2 separate regions of the Triticum aestivum genome follow, and region 1 is linked to region 2. The links are chromatin contacts, called in public Hi-C maps. All regions are on one chromosome and are shown on one strand. Each heading gives the region's core, a stretch centred on a gene start, on an enhancer-like site or on the middle of the called end of the contact. The rest is flanking DNA. Distances are from core to core; before and after follow the strand shown. Region 1 holds the start of LOC123051895 (protein N-terminal and lysine N-methyltransferase efm7). Region 2 holds the start of LOC123051893 (4-coumarate--CoA ligase 5).

Region 1 (3,195 bases), core at 643-3,142, 130 kb before region 2:
CAAGTAATTCAATATCTTAAAAACATGTGGAAGTCTCAAAATCATTCTATAAAATGTCAAACTGGAAGATTCTGAAGGTTTAAATCTTGCCTCTAGAACTTCATCATTGTGATCAGTCAATACCACCTCTTTGCAGAAACGGCTGCACAATATGCCGGTAATGCCTAGCAAGTCACAACAGTGTCAGCGACTCAGTGTTTGTAAGATAACAATTTGAAGTGAATGCGGTAGAGAATTCTCTCACCGATCCCAGATCCCAACTCAATTAATGAATGCCCCTTCACAGTCTCAGGGTGTTCAGATAGGTACGTGTTCATCAGAACAGCACCTGGCCATACTAACTGTCCAGTAAGATCATAATCAGCTGCACCAAACAACGAAATGTTTGTTAGTGGTGGCGGCATGTTAAGCAGATAACAAATATCTGGCACTCTGTAATATGGGGTGGCATCATGCCTGCACCTAAATCCAGCCAGGCAAGCTAGTGTGCTAACCACGAGACTTAAATAAGACCATCCACATATCTCACTGCACGGATGCAACAGAACTTGAGTGTAGCATGGTCAGCTCTATTTTTTTTTTCAACTGATGGACACTGGATAGCACTGTGACCACTTAAATGAGAATTCCTTTGTTAAGAATATTTGCGTACATGCCTCTGGCTGTAGAAGTAGACATGATGGACAGAATGAAGCAAGGGTAAGAGTCGCCTCGCCTAGTGACAGCAAATATGAATGTGACCCTTCATTAGTTTGATCATGTGATACGTGGGCCTTTTGACGTCCTCATGCACTAGAATGGAACTGTCTCAGTGGAAGGATCCCCAAACAAGACAAGGTAAAAGTGGCCCCAAAGCCACATGGTTGTGTAATGAACACCCGTTTTTGCTACATATGAAGACAACAAGAAGACAATGCCCAAATCACATGTCACTGACATATTTTCATGCTGGAAACATTTTACCTAAGCTGTAACTGCGCAACCAGAAACAAGCTAATTACAATTGATACGGCTGTTATTACGGTATTATACTTGTGATCAAAACCTCATCAAATAAACAAGTAGAACAAACTGGCAGTGCCTGAAGCATACGTGCAGCAATTCATTGACCAAAATGAAACAACATGTAATAGAACATAACACTGAGCATTATATAGGGCTACTACGTGAACGGTGCTGGATTGAACAACTTGTAATTGTCGACACAAACACAATTGTAACTAACTTGAGCAGCACAAATGTGCTGCTCAAGTTCAACCAACCATCCCCTCTTCTGCTCTAAACTAAGGAACCTCTGTCCACGCTTGTCCCTGCTCATAGTAGATTTTACACAGAAGGAGCTAGTATAGACCCCTGCTGCCAACTCACCATCCCAACAGGCTTATCAAACTGCCTCGCTTAGCTAGCGATGAGTAATTTGCAACATTGGCAAGGAAGAAGCAAAGGGTAGGGGCACTAACTGCAGGCGGAGCTGAGGCAGAGGAGCTGGAGCTCCTGGGAGCCGTAGGTGAAGGTCTTCATCTCGTAGCTGCCCAAATCCAGCAACCAAATCAGCATAGAAGCTTTCAATTCAGCTACTCCCTCCGATTCCAAATTACTCGTCGTGGTTTTAGTTCAAATTGAACTAAAACCACGACGAGTAATTTGGAATCGGAGGGAGTACATCAGAACAGCAAACCCCTACTTGCGGTTCATGAAGAAGGACGGATCCAGGCAGACGAAGTCTTCCTCCTCCCGCTCCCTCGTCCCGCCGGCGCCCGCCATCTCTCAGCTCCTTCCTCCTCCTCCTCGCCGCCGGCGACCACAGCTGCAGGTTGGAAATTGGAAGTGGAGTTTCGCGGCGGCGCGTTGGATTGGACCCTCGGCCGCCTTGTGGGCTAAAGCCTACGATAACGGGCCTTAACTGGGCCGTAGTAAGCACCGCGCGGTTGGGTCTGGCCCACGGGCGGGAACATTCTAGGGCTGGCATGGGCAGGACGGTCATTCCACCGCGCACGCAACCGCGCCGCCCCTCATAAAACCCTAAACCCCACCATCCCCGGGAGGCGAAAAGCGAAGAGTGTGGAAGCGTCGCGTTCTCTTGCTTGTTTCCCAAGAAGAAGAAGGAGAAGAGCGGCGTCTGATCTCGTCAGCGGCGATGGCGGCGATTCGGCGTCTGATCCCGTCCTTCAACCGGGTGCTGGTGGAGAAGGTGGTGCAGCCCAAGAAGAGCGCCGGCGGCATCCTCCTCCCGGAGACCTCCAAGCAGGTACGGCGCGCCCTTCTCTCCTCCCCCTTTGATGCTGCCGCCGCTGGTAGATGTTGCTTCTTGCTCCTGTGCGTGGATCCCGTGCGGGGGCTGCTTAGATCTTGGGCGGGTGATGGTCGTTTAGGTTGCAAATTGTTCTTATTGTGTTATTATTAGTTCAGTTGGGGGGTGTGGCTAGGCCGGCCGCCTCAGATTTACTTTGTGTGGGTAGATGCTAAGCTGGAATAATCTAATTTAAGCAATTGGGATTAGATTAACCAAGTTGACATCCATCTGCGCTGCTTCCACGAAGAATCGGTTTTTACCAATGTTGTATCTTTTGCAGTTGGTGTGCTACTAGACTGCTAGCTGTAGTTGTACAATAGTTCTGTCCCATAGTGCTATTAGTTGTGCACTTCAATGATCCCGCATTATCATTCAGAACATTAGTTCATCAATAATTCATACGGAGTAGTTATGAACAGGAGGAGTGTCTGTTCCTTTGAAGATTGCTTATTATTCTGATATGGTTACTTGTTAGGCAGAGAGCTAGCTGCGTAGTTTGCAAATTGTTTTATTGTGGAATTCGTTCAGATGGCGGTGTGGCTAGACTTGCTGATTCAGATTCGCATTGTGTATTGCGGGGTTGTTAGCTAGAATTATCTGGTTTAAGCAACTGTAGTTTACTTGGTGAAGATGCCGTCAGTTCTGCTTCCACAAAGAATTTATTTTTACCACCAATGGCCAATGTACATTTTTCACATTTGTCATGCTACTAGATTGCTAGTTTTACTGTAGTTCTGCCTCATAGTTCTATCAGTCCACTTAGACCGGTCAGTTCATGTCCAATCACTCCTATTAGTAGTGCAGTTAACTGACCGGTTCATGACTGATCAGTCCTATTAGTAGTGCCCTTAACTGAGCGGTTCTTGACTGATTACTCTTATTAGTACTGCACTTAATGATTC
Region 2 (3,153 bases), core at 594-3,093:
TGAGAAGACAAAGAAAAATCTCGTCGGAGTGCATGGGCATCAAAACCGTGGCGGAGAAGGTGGGGAGGAGCGCAACCTTCACGTCCTTGAAGGAGGGAGAATCGTTGTAGGAGAGGGAAATTGAGGAGAATGCATGCTTCCTATTCAAACTTGAACGCGGAGGAAAATGTTTGAGTGGCAACTTCTCAAAAAATTAGGAGTCAACAGGTTTGATGGAGAGCTGGAAATGTTAACTCTTGAAAATGTTTCTTTTAGGAAAGAAGAAGAACTCAAGGGAAATGACTAAAAACGCTCTTATGCCCGATTACACATTCATATTAGCACTCCCCCGATTCAGATTAATTGACGCACAATCACTACAACCTTAGTACAAAGTTGTACCAAGTGTGTGCTAATTAATTTCGATCAGAGAGCACTTTCCTGAAAGAGAGAAGCAAACATGGTTTTGATTTTTACGGACAGGGACAGGATTGGCAATGTTTGTGATCCGACAGCTACCACTACCATCGCCCCAAACGGAGGAGCTACCATGTAACCAAGTCCTAGCGTTTGACGTCACTGGACTGATCCGTGGCGGAGCTACCGGTTCCTCCACCTCTCAACTCACGCACGGTTGGTGAGCACTGACTTGGCTGACCAAATGTTTGGTCCTGCTGCTCCAGTCAAACTCACAACAACCATCTACCCCAAAAAAGACTGTCACCAACCATCTCCAATAAGACGGGTCCGTTGCTTGTTAGGCCCACGAGGCAGTGGCACAGCAGGTGCATAGCAAAATTCAGAATCGGGCAACAAGGAATAACAAAAGGTTGCTTAAATTACCATTACTCCAGGTGATAGCTTAGTGGTATTGTAGTGCATTTTTAACCCTGGCATCTATAATATACTTACATATGTTAGCTTTGATGGTAGATAATCTTTCCTACCTTAAAAGCAAGCATTCTCCTAGCACTTACTACAGATGTACTTCCTCCATCTCATATTTAAGTGTCATTCAAACGGATGTATTTCGTTGTATAGATGCTTAATTCAAGAGAAAACAGTGAGTTTGTTTGGGCGAAGCGATTGTATCGAGGGGGCACAAAGCTATAATGATGTTAATTGACTAGAAAGAAGAGAAAGAAATTGGCTCTTACACGGACAGTGAGACTCGAAGCTCCAACCTTTAGTGAGTTCATCTGATGATGTTTCTGTAGCTGTAATTTTTCCGAAGCAAAACGACTTGAGACAATGTATGGCACATGCATTGACTTTATATGTCGTCGTAGAATTTAAGAACTATCAACTTACTCTTTCTTTGCACATGCCCAGAAAATAGCGATAAAGCTAGATGTGTGATATTAATCAAGTTTTTATTTGTATCTTATATTATAGTACTACGGAGGGGGTAGTGCTCACTCCATTTTTTGTTTACTCCGCATATTGGATTCCTCAAATTTTATAAGTTCGACTAAGTTTATAAACAATATAGTACGGACATTTACAATAACAAACTTGTTAATGTTTTCTTCTACAAACTTTTTTTGCAAGTAATTTTTCTACAAACTTGATTAAAATGTATAAAGTTTGGCTCCAGACAAAGCTAGTCTGGGCAGTAAATTAAAATGAATGAAGGAGTATATTTTATCATACAGTCAGACGCTGGAGGTGTGGTTCCTTCGCACGTGTGAAATGCATGTCTTATGCTGCTCGGCTAGACTTGGAAATTCGCACCGAGCTTTCTTCCACGAACCTGGACCAGGTCCAGTCATTCTCTCCCGGACAACAACCGCTCCGGCAAGCTCCCCACCAAACGCCACTGCCTCCCTCCGCTATCTATAAGTACCACTTCGCGAGCTCCTTCCACTCCTCAGAAGTCAGAACAACTCGATCTTGCAACCAGTGCTTCCACAGCTCCACCAACCAATTCAGCTCAAAACGATCCAGGGCAGACGACGCGGCGAGAAATGGGCTCGTTGCCGGAGCAGCAGCAGGTCGTCTTCCGCTCGACGCTGCCGGACATCGCCATCCCGGACCACCTCCCGCTCCACGACTACGTCTTCGAGCGCCTTGCCGAGCGCCGGGACCGCGCCTGCCTCATCGACGGCGCCACGGGCGAGACGCTCACGGTCGGCGACGTGCACGGCCTGTCCCGGCGCGTGGCGGCGGGGCTCCACTCCCTCGGCGTCCGCCACGGCAGCACCGTGATGCTGCTCCTCCCCAACTGCGTCGAGTTCGCGCTGGCCTTCCTCGCCGCGTCCCGCCTCGGCGCCGCCACCACCACGGCGAACCCGCTCCACACCCCGCCCGAGATCGCCAAGCAGGCCCAGGCCTCCCGCGCCACCCTCGTGGTGACCGAGCCGGCGTTCGTCGCCAAGGTGCGGGGCCTCGCGGGCGTCACGGTCGTCGCCACGGGCGACGGCGCCGAGGGCTGCGCCTCGTTCGCCGACCTCGCGGCCGCCGACGACTCGGCGCTGCCCGAGGCGCCCATCGACGTCGCCAGCGACGTGGTGGCGCTGCCCTACTCGTCGGGCACCACGGGGCTCCCCAAGGGCGTCATGCTGTCGCACCGCGGGCTGGTCACCAGCGTGGCGCAGCTCGTCGACGGCGACAACCCCAACCTGCACCTCCGGGAGGACGACGTCGTGCTCTGCGTGCTCCCCATGTTCCACGTCTACTCGCTGCACTCCATCCTGCTCTGCGGGCTGCGCGCCGGCGCCGCCCTCGTCGTCATGAAGCGCTTCGACACGGTGAAGATGATGGAGCTGGTGGAGCGCCACGGCATCACCATCGCGCCGCTCGTGCCGCCCATCGTCGTCGAGATGGCCAAGGGCGACGCCATGGACCGCCACGACCTCTCCTCCGTGCGCATGGTCATCTCCGGCGCCGCGCCCATGGGCAAGGAGCTGCAGGACATCATCCACGCCAAGCTCCCCAACGCCGTGCTCGGACAGGTACATACACCTAACATTTCCTTCCTCGTGCTTTGACCATGACTAGACGACGACCATGCCATGCCAGTTAAACTTATCTGTTTGTAACTTCGTTTGAGCAGGGCTATGGGATGACAGAGGCGGGTCCGGTGCTGTCGATGTGCATGGCGTTCGCCAAGGAGCCGTCGCCGGTGAAGTCCGGCGCCTGCGGCACGGTGGTGAGGAACGCGGAGCTCAAGAT

Evidence for each region. A called contact is a pair of places that touch in the nucleus more often than the background predicts.
Region 1: a Hi-C map of leaf shows a contact between it and region 2, with 3 times the contacts expected there. The contact joins the promoter of LOC123051895 here to the promoter of LOC123051893 in region 2. A contact is called at or near these places in 3 of 5 Hi-C or Micro-C datasets (all in leaf).

The regions. Positions count from the first base shown.
Region 1 is chr2D:95,468,941-95,472,135 of IWGSC CS RefSeq v2.1, reverse strand. It overlaps LOC123051895 (protein N-terminal and lysine N-methyltransferase efm7), which reads right to left and starts at 1,892. Exons shown (of 8, transcript XM_044474888.1): 1 at 1,685-1,892; 2 at 1,461-1,528; 3 at 245-364; 4 at 91-164. The coding sequence starts at 1,764. It overlaps LOC123051896 (10 kDa chaperonin, mitochondrial), which reads left to right and starts at 1,984. Exons shown (of 3, transcript XM_044474889.1): 1 at 1,984-2,248. The coding sequence starts at 2,138.
Region 2 is chr2D:95,337,245-95,340,397 of IWGSC CS RefSeq v2.1, reverse strand. It overlaps LOC123051893 (4-coumarate--CoA ligase 5), which reads left to right and starts at 1,843. Exons shown (of 3, transcript XM_044474884.1): 1 at 1,843-2,933; 2 at 3,035-3,153. The coding sequence starts at 1,947.